2 separate regions of the Mus musculus genome follow, and region 2 is linked to region 1. A link is a contact called in public HiChIP or PLAC-seq data. All regions are on one chromosome and are shown on one strand. The core of a region is the stretch at or near the end of the contact, and the rest is flanking DNA. Distances in the headings are between cores, read along the strand shown.

Region 1 (6,990 bases), core at 2,912-5,411:
TGTGTGCCTGGTAGAGTTTCTCTTTCATCTGTAGACCAGCTCTTCACCTGACTGTCTTCTACCATACAGAAGCTTGTCTTTACCGTTAGGGTCCATCTGTGACCTGCTGGTCTCACTTCCTGAGCGCCTAAGTCATTATTCAGGAGTCTTCACTTGATGCTTCTGTTCTGTCAAGGCCTTGGATTCACTTCAAGTGGATTTCTATGCACAGTGAGGGATAAGGGTGTGACCGCGTGGTTCTATAGTCAGATATCCAGTTTTCCCAGCACCACTTGTAAAAGAGGTCATCTTTCTGAGGAAAAGATTATTTTTTGGCATCCTTACAAAAAAAGAGTCTAGATCTTATATTCTGATCTACACGTGTGTTTTTGTGCTCGCTGTTTTTATTATTGTTTGTTTAGAGACAGGGTCTCTCTATGTAACCCTGCCTGTCCTGGAACTCATCATATAGACTAGGATGGCCTCAAACTCACAGAAATCTCTGCCTTTGCACCTCTACCTCTGGGCATCTCATCCACTGGGATGAAAGGCACAATGACCCTCTATGCCCAGCCAGACCCACTCTGGATCAGAGGTGCTTTCTGTGTTTCCAATGACTTTTCAGATACCCTTTTGTGATTCTTGAAGAATAGCACTGGTATTTTTCTGGATTGCATGAATCCACAGGCTGCTTTTGGTAAGCCACTCTTCTTCACAGTACTGAATCTTTCAATCCATGAACATAGCAGTTCTTTCCATCTTGTAGTGTGTTCTTCAACTTCACTCTTAAAAACCTTAAAAACTAACTCTTACTTGAGTAGGTTTGACTCATCTCATGGATGGGCTGGTCCCCACGATTTCCTCCTGGGCCTGTGTCTTATCACAGGTAGACACATACACAGGCCTCTGCCACACTGACTTTTATCCTCTCACTTCATGAGTCATCATCAGGGCTAATTTTTCTTGTTGAGTTCTTAGACCTTCTTATGAGTAAAATAATTACCACCTGCAAAAAGGGGATACTCCTCTTTGTCTATCTGTACCCCTTTCATGTCCCCTTGTCACACTGAGGTAGTAGCTAAGGCTTCCAGCATGTTGATTAAGGGTGAAAAGAAGGGAGCATCTTTGTCGAGTTCCTGATTCTAGCGGAACCCCTTTGAGTTCTGTCACATTTAATATAATACTGGAGATGATGGCTGGAGCTGGCGCAGCAGTTAGGAGTATGTTCTGTCTTCATGAAGGACTAGAACTTGAACCCTAGTACCCACAATGTGAGGTTCATATGCCTTTGTAATTCCAGCTCCAGGATTCAAAACCCTCTTTTGGCCTCCACAGGCACATGCACGTACTCACTCAGAAACGCACAGACACATAAATAAAAATTAAGCCTTTTAAAAACAATATAATGTTGGCTCTCGGTATATTGAATATAGACTTTACTAGGTTGATGTATGTTCCTTTTAAGTTTCTTCAGGGCTTTTCTATCATAAAATGATATTGTTAATAATCTTTTGTAATCTGTTAAAATGATCATGTATTTTCTACCCTTAAATCTATTTATGTTATATATTAAATTTATTGATTTGTATATGTTGAATGATCCAGGTACCCCTGGAATAAAATCTATTTGTTCATGACTAATGATCTTTTTATGTTTTCTTAAGTTTAGTCAACAAATTATTTGCTGAAAATTTTCACCTGTATGTCTATTGGAGAGATTTGTCTATAATTTTCTTTTTCTGTTATATCTTTATCCAGTTTTGATGTCAGAGTAATACTGTATTTTTAAAAACAATCTGGTAGTTTGGCTTCTTTTCCTGATATATTCAATAATTTGAGAAGCATTGATGTTTGTTCTTCTCTTAAGGTCTGGTAGAACTCATCAGTGAATCCATCTGAGCCTAGAATTATCAATCAGAAATTCTTTTCTACCCTTTAAATCAAGATGTAAAGTTTACTGGGTCAGGCACAGTCACACATGCCTGTAATCCCAGCACTTAAGAGGCAGAGGCAGATGGATTTCTGTGTGGGAGGGTAACCTAGCCAAGTAGGGTTAATAGCCAGGCACAAACAACAACAACAATAAATCCAAGCTGTGCCTGAGTAAAGGTCTCTAAAGAGAGCTTCTCAGACTATACAACTAGCTACAGCAAGCTCTAGACCTCAGTGCCAATGAGAAAAGGACTTAGAGGGACTAAACCAGGCCAAGGATCAAGAACTGTGTAAGAGGGGGCTCAAGGCTATTCAACACGTGTTTAACACATCAAACTCCACACATTCCTCCTCCTCCTCCTCCTCCTCCTCCTCCTGCTCCTCCTCCTCCCTCACTGAGCATTACTATGGAGCACTAATTCACTGTAATTTCAAATTTAAAGAAAGACTGTAGCCTCCCCAAGCCTGAAGCAGGCTTGTGCAGACCTTGTTGCCACTGAGGTGGGGCCACCTATGGTGCAGCTTTCTGTGAAGTGTCAACTGCCCTGAGATTCTGCTACCTGCTGAGAGACTGAACCTGTCTTCCTGAGACATTCCTGAATAAGCAACAGCCTGGTGACCAAGTGCTGACAGCATGGCGACTAAGCACCAAGGATGGACTGGGGGGGGGGGGGGCAGGAATGGGCCTTCCCCCTTTTAAGCACAGTCTCTTAGTAAACTTGAGAGCCTTGATCAGAGAAAATTTGTCTTGGCCTCATGCTTCTCTCGCAGTCTAAGTCTCTTTCAGCCCCAGCCTGCCTTCCAGGAGTACCTGGTTCAAGTAGGCTGGGCTGGCCTCCTACTACAGATTGGCGCCACAAACGGGAACCTGGGAACAGCAGCGAAACACTGAGGGATCGCTGTCTTGTGTAGAGCTCAGCGAGAAGGGAAGAATCAGAAGATCGTATGGGGCACAGTGAGCAACAGGTATTTATGCCAGCGCTGGTTTTAAACTTCATTTTTTATTAAAGTGTTGCTGGAGGTGCGATAGGATAAGGGCTAAGTTGGAACAGTGCTGACCCGGCGCTGTCCACTTAGGGTTTGGCAGCAAGGGACTAGAAACTTCAAAACAGGCAGTTGTCCGCAGTCAAGGACTGCATCCAGCGAGAGGAATAGGGTTTAAAATAATAAAATAAGAGGAAAATGGATTTTGAAACTCTCCCAGAGACAGAGAGAAATCGGGGGATGCCCTGCTTTATTCTCTCTGACCCCTACAGCAGAAGTTCTCTGCCCTCTTTGTGTTGACTAATGTTTGGTGCACCAATCTGTTCACGTGTCAATTCATGTGTGTTTTGTTTCGTTGTCTGAATGACAGAATGTTCTGTGTCCCATGTTGGAAAATAAAAATGGCTAAGACTGTATCTGCTGAGTCAGCAAGACCGAGAGTGGCCCACACCTTAGCCAAGAATCAAGCACAGCAGGGGAGCCACTGCTGAAAAACTGTTTTTTAAAGAAAAGGAGTCTACAACCTCTTAGTTCTAAGGCAAAAAAGCTGATAGATAGTTTTTTCCTAGAAAATTCTCTGCAATCGTGATTATTGTGTTTAGCAAATGACAAAGTGCTTTTTTTAATCTTATAATTATAGCTAGAAAAGGTAAAATTGTTTGATTGGTCTAAATTTATAAGATTCCTGTAGCAACTTAATTTGGTTTTTTACTGGTCTTAAAGGTGTAATATGCTCTGCGTGTCTTCATCATAGAATATTAGCTTATAAGTTATTGGGTATGATTAAAAAGGTGTAACATTGGTAGCAAGACACCTTTAAATTGGTAACTCAGGTTTGGAGTCTTTCAAACACGTGGCATAAAGCAGGCCAAAAAACTAGGCCTCTAAGGATACTTCCAGTTGAGATAATATTTAATTTGATTCTTATCCTAAAAGGTAGACTTAAAGATAAGATTTAAAACAATGTCTCTTTAATGAAGCATTAAAATTTGCACTGTCATGCATTCATAGGTATAAACTGGCAGCCAAACTTTGTAACATGATAGTAATGTTTCTAACATTGATTCTAAAGATGATAAATTGTTTTAAAAGGGTTTTGCTTTCCCAAAGTTGTAGTTATAGTCTAATATTGCAAAAGAAATTTTAAAATTGTAAAATCTGTCCTCACAGCAAGAGGAACAAAGCTCAGAGCAGCCTCTGCAGGGCTTGTGGGACTTTCTTTTGTTTTGCAAACGAAGCCTAAGGAAGTTCTTGAAACTTGCCTCTCCCTGCCTTCAGGGGAGTTTTCTTTTAGCTAAAATAACATTGTTGCAGATCTACCCAGATGGTCTAAATAAGGTTCAAATTCAGAATTTATAAAAGGTCAATCAGGCTGTAGAACTTTTAAAGGCATTATAATCTGGCTTGCCTGCTTCATGTAAAGTTATTATAGGTTTAAAAATTTGTTTTTTCCTTTGCATCCTGATAATTGTAAAGGATTTGCTTCTAGTGAACTGGTGATCACTGGAAAATTTTGCCTCAAGGTATGGCTAATATAGCTTTACATTATGTAAGAAAAAAATTTTATTGTCTCTGCTTCAATACAAGAAGCTAAGAGTTTGAATCTTTCAGTGTATATTGTTTCCTAAGTAGAAAGTATTTTATTAGCTAATGCCTCTAAAGGGAAGCTTACTTCAAATCTTTGCTCTCACACAATGAGCTTTAAAGTTCTGGGTAGTATCTGTTGCTCCAGAAAAGATTCAGAGGCAATATCTTTTTAATATTTAGGGTTTTAGTTATACTAGAAAACCGTGGTACAAAAAAAATCTAAGAAAGAGAAATTGATTTGCCTCAAAATTTTATTTTCAAAAACTTCCAGAAGATGTTATTTGACTAAGGCCTCACCTTAAGGCCTTAAAGTGACTTCAAACCTTTGTTAGATGTTATCTTGACAGACACAAATTAACTGGGAAAGAACAAAAGGCTTTACAGATAATAAAGAAAGCTTTTATAATTGTTATCAATTATAATCAATGGTAATTAAATATTAGCTGCTTATTTTAGCTATGGTTATTTAATATGCCCACAGCAATTCTTTGACAAGAGAAAACATTCATGTAAAAATCATCTTTCTTCACCGCCGACCGTTGGACTACGCGGAAGGCCGATTGTCCAGCTGCTGGCTGCTGCAAGGCAGGGCCATGGGGCGTGGGGGGCAGCGGCAGCACAGCTTTCCCTGAGCAGTGATGGCTCGGGAGGGCACCAGGAAGTGGGTGCCTTCATAGCGGATGACTCAGTGGTGGGCCTGAAGCAGCCTTAGTGCCGGTCAAACGTGCCATGGCCCCCATGGGCATCCGCCTGTCCCCGCTGGGGCTGGCCGTATTTTGCCTGCTGGGGCTCTACCACCTCTACTCGGGCTTCCTGACCAGTTGCTTCAGCCTCTTCGGCCTGGGCAGCGAGCTGGTGGCAAGGGAGGCCAAGGCGGCATTCACCTCAAAGTAAAGTTTTGACATCCTATTAAGGCTGCTGTGGTGCTAATTAAGAATTATAAGATAAATTCGTATATTTTAGAAAACCTATAACAAAAAAATTGTGTCTTAAAAACCTGACAAAGTGTTCCTTGTTCCGAACAGCAATTAAATTGGTTATTGCAGAATACTGATATTTGGCCTATTGCATACCATCATTTTAAATAAAATTGATAATCAATATCCTAAAGATAAATTAAAAATTGTTTTTATGCATGCTTTTGTACTTTCTATAAATTCATGCATGCATTCATCCCATTTACTGTGTTTAAAAACAGCCCTTCTATGGGAGAAAAGTATATGTTATCATGTTGCTTTTCAACTATCTTTGTTTTTCGAGCAGGTCAGTCTCTCCTTACACCCTGATTTCAGCAAGGGTGCAGCCTTGCCTCCAGCAAGCACAGGTGGCAGAAATTCATCAATATGAAGAAGCATATTAAGCATATATTGTGGCTTTGGTCTGATTTGGGAATAAGGTGTGCTATGAGGACCGATCAGCCAATGACGGGCAACCAGATTTCGGAGCCATATCAATGTAAGACAGAGGTACATGCCAAGAGGCCGTGGTTGGTTAATAATACACCACAAAGCCATGTTTGTGTAAAATAAACACAAACAAGCTGCATATATGCTCCTTGACAGATAAGAATGGCTCAGGGAAAATCTGAGATTTCCTAAGCCAGGCACAGCCACCAGCCACCATAACTCCCAGGCAGGACTATGGAGCATAAATAAATTTTATGTCTCGGTCCAGCTATTTTTATTTTATAATCAGGGAGGAAATTGTAGCCTCCCCCAGCCTGAAGCAGGCTTGTGCAGACCTTGTTGCCACTGAGGTGGGGCCACCTGCAATGCAGCTTTCTGTGAAGTGTCAACTGCCCTGAGATTCTGCTACCTGCTGAGAGACTGAACCTGTCTTCCTGAGACATCCCTGAATAAGCAATAGCCTGGTGACCAAGTGCTGACAGCATGGTGACTAAGCACCAAGGATGGACTGGCAGTGGGGATGGGCCCCTTTTAAGCACAGTCTCCTAGAAAACTTGAGGGCCTTGATCAGAGAAAATTTGTCTTGGCCTCATGCTTCTCTCGCAGTCTAAGTCTCTCAGCCCCAGCCTGCCTTCCAGGAGTACCTGGTTCAAGTAGGCCGGGCTGGCCTCCTACTACAAAAGACAAAAAAAAATGAATGAAACCTAACCTGCATACTGCCTTTCCCATGAATTTTAAATAATATATTAGGAAGAATGATTACTCAGAATAAAAAGATATATCATTTTACAATAACTCAAGCAAAGAACATAATGAAAGTATTACAAGAGAGATGGAAGGTAAGTTTAATAGTCAAAGCAGTTAAAGGAACTATCTTTCCAGTACTAAAAGCAGGACACTTAGACATGTTCTTGATTTAATATTCAAGAAACATGGATTACCTATGAAATACTGATTCTTGCCTTATGAATCAGAAACAACTGACATAAGTCCAATTAAACTTCCTAGATAATCTCCAACTTATAGAAAATAAAAATAGTAGAACAAATAAATGACATTACTAACATTGTGGTATAACGAAAAACAAAGCAGTATCATCAGC
Region 2 (7,527 bases), core at 1,413-3,912, 55 kb after region 1:
GGTAAGGGGCAGGGAGAAGGGAGGAAACGAAACTGGAGGGAAGAAGAGGGAGGGGGACAGGAAATGAGTGAATGAATGAATGAATGAATGAAGCAGCCAGGGAGAACAAACCATAAGCAGCATTCTTCCACAGTCAGAGTTTCAGTTTCTACCTTCAGCTCCTGCCCTGGCTGCCCTCAACGATGGACAAACACTTTCCTCCCCAAAGTTGCTTTTGGTCACAATGTTTTATCACATTCTAGAAAACAAACTTCAAGGACTGAAGAGATGGATAAGTGGTTAAAGAGCACTCGATGATCCTCCAGAGCTCCTGAGTTCAATTCCCAGCAACAACATGGTGGCTTACAACCAACTGTAATGGGATCCGAAGCCCCCTCCACTTGTGTCTGAAGACAGCTACAGTGTACTCACATATATAAAATAAATAAACAAATCTTTAAGAAGAAACGAAAATAAGAAAACAAACCAGGAGGACAACTATGTAAGTGTTTGACTCAGCCCAACTGTTAATACAAACAACACCATGAGATCTGTAGCATAAACCAACAGAGCAAAGAAGACAGATCCAGGAGCTAGAGATAACCCAGTGGTTAAGAGCAATGCTACTCTTGGGCTGGAGAGATGGCTCAGAGGTTAAGAGCACTGACTACCCTTCCAGAGGTCCTGAGTTCAGATGGTGACTCACAACCATCTGTAATGGGATCTGATGTTCTTTTCTAGTGTGTCTGAAGATAGCAACAGTGTACTCACATACATTAAATAAATAAATCTTAAAAAAAAAGTAGGAAAAAAAACAATGAATGAAACACTTTTTTTAAAGAAAGAAAGAAAGAAAGAAAGAAAGACAGAAAGAAAGAGAGAGAGAGAGAGAGAAGCCGGAGCCTGACGTGGTGGCACACACCTTTAATCCCAGCACTCGGGAGGCAGAGGCAGGCAGATTTCTGAGTTCTACAGAGTGAGTTCCAGGACAGCCAGGGCTATACAGAGAAACCCTGTCTCGAAAACCCCCCCCAAAAAAAAAAGAAAAAGAAAAGAAAAAGAAAAAGAAATAGAGAAAAAGAATCGAAAAACCAAAAGAAAAGAAAAGGAAAAAGAAAGCCCACTTTGGCAAAGTCAAACTCAATTTGAATTTTTTCAACAAATATACAAGGTACTATCTTAGGACAGTGGTTCTGACCATAAGAAAACAGACATTTACATTACAATTCATAACAGTTAGTAAGTAACAACTAGAATAATTGGGGTGGGGGGGCACCACACCATAGGGAACTGTATTAAAGGATCACAACATTAGGAAAGCTGAGAATCAGTGTCCTAAACTAGGTTTTCTGGAAGGAAAACACTGTTTAAAACACTGTTTTATTGCCATATTCTTCTTTTAAAAGTTCAGAGCCCAGAACGGTGGCACTTGGGTCTGTGACTACCAACACTGGACAGCAAAGGCGGATAAAGTTCGAGGCCAACCTGGTCAACAGAGACTTCTAGGCTAGCCTGAGCTACACAGCAAGACCTCAAAACAAAACCCCGCAATACCCCTCCCCCAACATACTCAAGCTCAGGCAACAGTAAGAACAACAACAACCTATAAAGCATCTCACAGTATAAAGCACGTCTTGCTACGTAGTCATTCTTTTTTTTTTCCCCCCAAGCAGGTATACTCGTTCTTTGTTGTCCGCATGGTCACTTAGAGCTAGTTCAGGAACTCCCAAGGAAGTTGGAGCTCAGAGAACCAGGACAGCTCCTAATACTAACCTAACTTAGTATTACTCTGTAGAAGAATCCTGCTGGGACGGACCAGGCAAACCTTTCTGACAAGACAAGCCGGTAAAAGACTCCCTCCATCACCTCCCTGAACCTGAGGTACCCGGACTCCTGGAATCTCACCCCCCCACCACCACCAAACAGCGCAACCCTCGCAACACTGACTGTCCAGTGGATGCAACTCTGCATCTTCTGAAGTTACAAACTAGGACAAACACAGGTGCTTCTCCGACAGGAGGATGCACTAACTACTCTGCAACCATAAAGCAGTAACTAAACCTATAAGCGCCCACTAACTTGGAAGTCCCGAACGCTAGACCAGCACGGGCCCACGGAGGGGCGTGATCCCATCCTTCTTGGCCAAAGCCAGGCCGGCCGGGACATCCAACCAGGGATCATCCGCAACGTGGGCACCCGGCAGAGGCCAAGGCCGCAAGATCCCGGCCATCTGACAAGTTTATGGCGGTGACCCACCCAGGCTTCAGGCCACCTACCCTCACCTCCTCGCGAGCATCCCTCCAGCGCCCCGGGACGTACCTGACACACAGAAGCGCGGAACCCCGCGTAGTCCGCGTGCTCCGAGACCTGCAGTGCGCGATCCCCTAGCTCCGAGTCCTTCCCGCGCCGGTCAAACAAGTACACCGTCCTACAGCCGTCGACGGCGCCATCTCTCCCAGATCCCTCCGAGAGGCCGGCGGGATCGCTGGCGCCCTCCGCTGCCATGTTGAGGGAGAAAAAAAGAGAAGGCCCTGCGGCTCTCGGGCGCGCTTCCCGGAGACACCGACCCCGCGCGTGCCCTCGGCTCCAGCCGCCGCGGCTCCGAGCCTCAGCGGGCCGCGCAGCACCGACTGTGGGCAGCGGCCGGGAAGTAACCCGGGAACCGATTCAAACGCGCTTCTGCCGGGGTGCCGTACGTCACTTCCGCGACCCGCGAACACAGGGACGCGCTGAGCGCGCCTCAGAGCCCGCCAGCTACGTACGCCGCCGCCCACCAAGCCTCCTTCCGTGACCTGAGAGCGGGCCGCCGCCGTGGCTGCTGCGCAGGAGGAAGAGGACGGCGGACGGAGACCCGGCTAGTCCAGCAGGCCGTGGGGCGGGGCGGGGCTGGCCAAGGTGGGGCGGGGCTTCGCGCCCAGGCCACGCCCCCGGGCTCCTGCGGACCGCGGGGACTGGGGACGGCCTGGAAGCTGGCTTCCAGCGCCTTAGGGGCCTTCGCGGGGGGAGGTGGGGGGGGGCGCAACTCGCAAGCGTGTCGCCCCAGGGTCTATGCAGGCTCCCGCTGCAGGGCCCTGGCGCCTTCCCCCTAGCCATGCGGTCTCCAGGGCGCTACCAAGTCGGGCGGACGCGGCGGCTGGAAGCTTGCACCACCTGGGTCCCGGTGCGGTGGACACTAGCTAAAACACCGGGCACCGCTCTGCTTGCACGCTTCCTTCGCCGTCGTGGGTGGGTTCTACTGTGGGACAATGAGACAAAAGCTCGGCCTCGAGGAAGAGCGGGTCTCTGACGTCACGAGGCCGCGATGCGCGCCCCCGGGTTAGCCAGGCTCTGAGGCTTTAGGCGGCTGGGAGTCTTGGGATAATACCTAACCTACTCACCGAGGTTGAGTCAGCTTCTAAGCGTGCAATGTGTAAGACAGCCTCCTCGAAAACTTGAGCATAAAACTTTATATGCTCCAGTACGGGGGAATGTCAGGGCTAAGAAGCAGGAGTGGGTGGGTAGGGGAGCAGGGTGGAGGGAGGGCATAGGGAACTTTCGGGATAGCATTTGAAATGTATATAAAGAAAATATCCAATAATAAATAAATAAAAAAGAAAACTTGAGCATAATTATTGGGGGATGCGCTTCTGACTCTACAGATAGCAAGGAATGGGGGGGGGCGGGTAACCTTGCCAGATGCTTGCTCTCTGATTCTTAAAACCTGGATGCTTTGTACTTGAGAGAAACGTGTAAATTAATGAAACCCATTAATTAATTGAGTTCTTTTATGTGTCTAGAAGTTGGATCAGATTTAAGGGTGCTGTTTTACTAGGTTCGCAGGAGCCTTAATGATCAATGGTAAAGCTAGACTCAAAGTCAATGCACCTTGGAAACAGACCGGGTTGTTGGCACCAAGGACAGTTGGCCAGACATACAAAAGTGTGAAGGTTTGCGTAGAGCGGCATAAATAGTATGACTGGAAGAAGAGAAAATGAAACAGTAGGTGAGGTAGGTGAAGTTGTGACCAAAAGCTGGTCATGTTCTTGAAAGGGCACCTGAGAGACAGGAGACACGAGAATAACCTCCAACTATCATGAGATTTCTGTAAAATCTTATTGTAATTTGCTTTTTGTCAGTCTTCCTAGGCCTACATCAAACTTTGATCCTCCTGCCTTGACCCAACCTGAACCCTTGATGGCTTCAGAGGTATGAGTCACTACTCCTAGCTGGCATTTTACATTTTATCTTTAAAACTCACACAACCATTTCCTTCTATCCCTTTTATGGGCCGTGTTTGATTTGAACAACTGGAGAAAGACAAATCATTTCTCTAAGTCTTAGTTAACAAGCAAGATGAATTGCCTTTGTGGTTCAGCAAATTGGGGCTTAACAGCCAAAGGGTCAACAGGGCAATTTCTCTGTAATACCAAATTATAAATCTCATAAGTAAAAACAGAAGCACTTTGAAGGTCAGAGGACTCCATTCTCTGAAGTTGGAGATGGTTGTGAGCCTCCAGATGCAGGTGCAGGGAATCAAATCCTTAACAGCTGGTCCTAATGTGGATTTTTTTTATTTGTTCTCATTATTTAGAGAACATTAGTTTCTATAACCCAGCCCGCATAGATAAGACCTTACATATTTAATACAGTGTGTACAATTCCTGGACCGTCTTAACTATTGTGATATCAACTCAGCATGATGAACTAGGATACTTTTTCCTAACATCACAGCATAGCTAGTGTCTCCAAAGGTTCAAATCCTGTATGTATAAATATTTACATTAAAAATGTAACAGTGAGCCGGGCGTGGTGGCGCACGCCTTTAATCCCAGCACTTGGGAGGCAGAGGCAGGTGGATTTCTGAGTTGAGGCCAGCCTGGTCTACAAAGTGAGTTCCAAGACAGCCAGGGCTACAGAGAAACCATGTCTCGAAAAAAAAAAAAAAAAGTGAGAGTAGTATGTTATTCATCAATAGCAGTAACAGCATTTCCAGGACCAGCTGTCATTTGAACAAACTTGTAGCGACATCGAGAACACGCCGTTCAAATGGGGGTGGGGATACCAGAAAACAGCACAATTCTGTTACTATTATGCTTGCTACCCGGCATCATTTTTTAAAATTAGCTTCTCAGTTGTCATCTAAAAAAAAAAAAAAGAAAAGATTCTGAGCAGCATTATTAAAGACAGCTCTAAGGAGTTGGATGCGGTGGCGCATCCCTTTAATCCCAGCACTCAGGAGGCAGAGGCAGGCAAACCTCTTGAGCTTCAGGCCAACCTGGCCTATGAGTTTCAGACAACCAGGACTACACCGAGAAACCCTTTCTCAAGCAAATTAATAATAATAAATCCTCTTAAAGAAAGAAATGTCAACTCTTACGCTAGGTGAGTCAGTACATGCCTGTAATCCTAGCACTAGGGAAACAGGCAGAGCACAAGTAAGAAGCCAACCACAACTCCATATTCAGTTAGTTGCTTAGATGACAGTGTAGCAGTCTAGAATCATGTCAGAACACTTCCTTGTGCCAGTCACCTTTGATTCTTAAAAGAAAATCTAAATATATAGAGGGTCTGTTCTTTCCGAGAAATTAATAAAGTGGGTTTGAAATGACCTAGTTTCCTGGTTAGTTCTGGTCACTCACTTGTCATCACTTATAATACCTACTGAATATATTTTATTTATTTTAAACACTACTCCCCCCCCCTCCCTCAACATGCGTTGTGTGAAAGTGGGAGCACACACACAGACACTTTTAGTTGAAGGGTGGCCCTGGGACAGGTATTGAGGTCAGAGGACAGTTTGTGCAAATTAGGTTTCTCTTTCCACCATAATTGTCTCAGGGATCAAACTCAAATTGTCAAGATTGAAAGCAGTCACCTTTACCAGAAGATACATGTTTTGTTTTGTTTTTCCAGACAGAGCTTCTCTGTGTAGCTTTGGCTGTCCTGGAATTGACTGTGTAGACCAGATTGACCTAAAATACACAGACACACAGAGATCCACTTGCCTTGCTGGGAATTTTTGTTGTTGTTGTTTTTTGTTTTTTGTTGTTTTGAGACAGGGTTTCTCTGTAGCCCTGGCTGTCCTGGAACTCACTCTGTAGACCAGGCTGGCCTCGAACTCAGAAATCCGCCTGCCTCTGCCTCCCAAGTGCTGGGATTAAAGGTGTGCACCACCACCGCCCGGCTCTTGCTGGGATTTTTTTAAAGCGTCTTGTGTCAATTACCTGTTGTACTACAACAAACCACAGTGAAACTTAGTGGCCCTTGGTAGTGTCCTCTCCTCCCTTCCCCCTTGGGATGAGACTCAAGCTGTGGCTGAGAACGTCCTGAGATACTAACAGAGCTGCTTCAGAAACAGATCAGGAAGTGAAGTAAGGAGTTACATTGAAGTCTGCAATTAAAAACAGCTTAAAGTTAAAGATGGATGATGGTGCCACATGCCTTCAGTCCCAGTACTGGGGAGGCAGAGGCAGCCAGGTCTCAGAGAGTTCTAGGCTATGGTATTCTACAGAGTGAGTTCCAGGACAGCCAGAGCTACATACCAGACCCTGTCTCAGAAAAAAAAAAAAAAAAAAAAAAAAAGAAGTCATTTTTTCACCTGCTGAAACACATAGGTAGACATACTATTACCTGCATCTTTCTTTTTTTCTTTACTACCACTCATTTTTTAAATCTTTAGTATTTTTGTTAGTGCTTTAGGAGAAGCTAGAAAAAAAGCAATAAAACCAGTATTGTAAATACTGGTTTATGTGAGTGTCTGTCTGTCTGTCTGTCTGTCTGTCTGTGTGTCTGTGTGGTGCTTGTTCTGAGACAAAGTCTTGCTAATGTAATCAAGTTTGGCTCCTGTAGCTCAGTACCTCAGATTCCAGTTTCTGAGAGCTGACCTTTCACACTTGAACAACCACACCTGATTTTGTGGTTGCACGTGTGAGTGTATTTAAATGTAGTGCCTTAACTCTAGCCAGCTGCCGGGGATCTTGTAAATTAGACCACGCCCATGCTCAGGAGTGCAACCCTCACCCAGTGATTGCAGGGTAAAAAGGTTTTTTTTTTTTTTTTTTTTTAAAGGATGTGAAAGTAGGAAGGGGCAAGAAGAGTAAGAGACGGGAATGAGGGTGAATATGAACAGAACACATTATGTAAATATATAAAGTTATCGAAGATTAAATTAGATTTTAATTTTTCTTCATGTGTAGCCCTGGATATCCTGGAACTAAGTCTGTCAGACCAGGCTGGCTTTGAATTCAGAAGTCTGCCTGCCTCTGCCTCCCAAGTGCTGGGATTAAAGGTGGGTACCACCACTGCCCAACTGTTTTTTTGTTTTGTTTTGTTTTGTTTTTTTCCTAAAACTGTAATGTAGTGGCTTTAAGCAGGAACCATTGCTGGCTCATGATACTGCAGTTTGAGCTCCTCTGTGCAGCTCTGCTGGCAAGATTGCTTACTTAGCATAGTCACCAGCATCTGCACCAAGGTGAGTGGAAGGTGACAGGCTCACATCCCTGGCTGGCAATCAAGCTGAGGCTGTTGGCTTAATTACACGAGTTCTCTAATTAGACATTTCTACCAGGA

Evidence for each region. HiChIP or PLAC-seq counts read pairs in DNA pulled down with a chosen protein or histone mark.
Region 2: a contact with region 1 is called in an H3K4me3 HiChIP or PLAC-seq map of embryonic stem cells, with 29 read pairs. The contact joins the promoter of Smchd1 here to the enhancer-like site in region 1. A contact is called at or near these places in 1 of 39 promoter capture datasets (macrophages), 3 of 484 Hi-C or Micro-C datasets (bone marrow-derived macrophages and embryonic stem cells), 5 of 115 datasets of contacts at active chromatin or transcription factors (the SCID.adh cell line, double positive thymocytes, embryonic stem cells and 1 more) and 4 of 9 other capture datasets (adipose tissue, embryonic stem cells, liver and 1 more).

The regions. Positions count from the first base shown.
Region 1 is chr17:71,416,335-71,423,324 of GRCm38.p6, forward strand. All of the region lies in intron 17 of Smchd1 (SMC hinge domain containing 1), which reads right to left. Among named protein-coding and RNA genes, the nearest start is that of Smchd1, 56 kb to the right of the region's middle. Within about 2 kb of position 4,162, at least 11 of the 459 cell types and tissues checked have an H3K27ac peak or open chromatin away from gene starts, as enhancers often do. A contact at or near this core is called in embryonic stem cells, where this site is marked.
Region 2 is chr17:71,472,681-71,480,207 of GRCm38.p6, forward strand. It overlaps Smchd1 (SMC hinge domain containing 1), which reads right to left and starts at 2,663. Exons shown (of 48, transcript NM_028887.4): 1 at 2,299-2,663. The coding sequence starts at 2,484.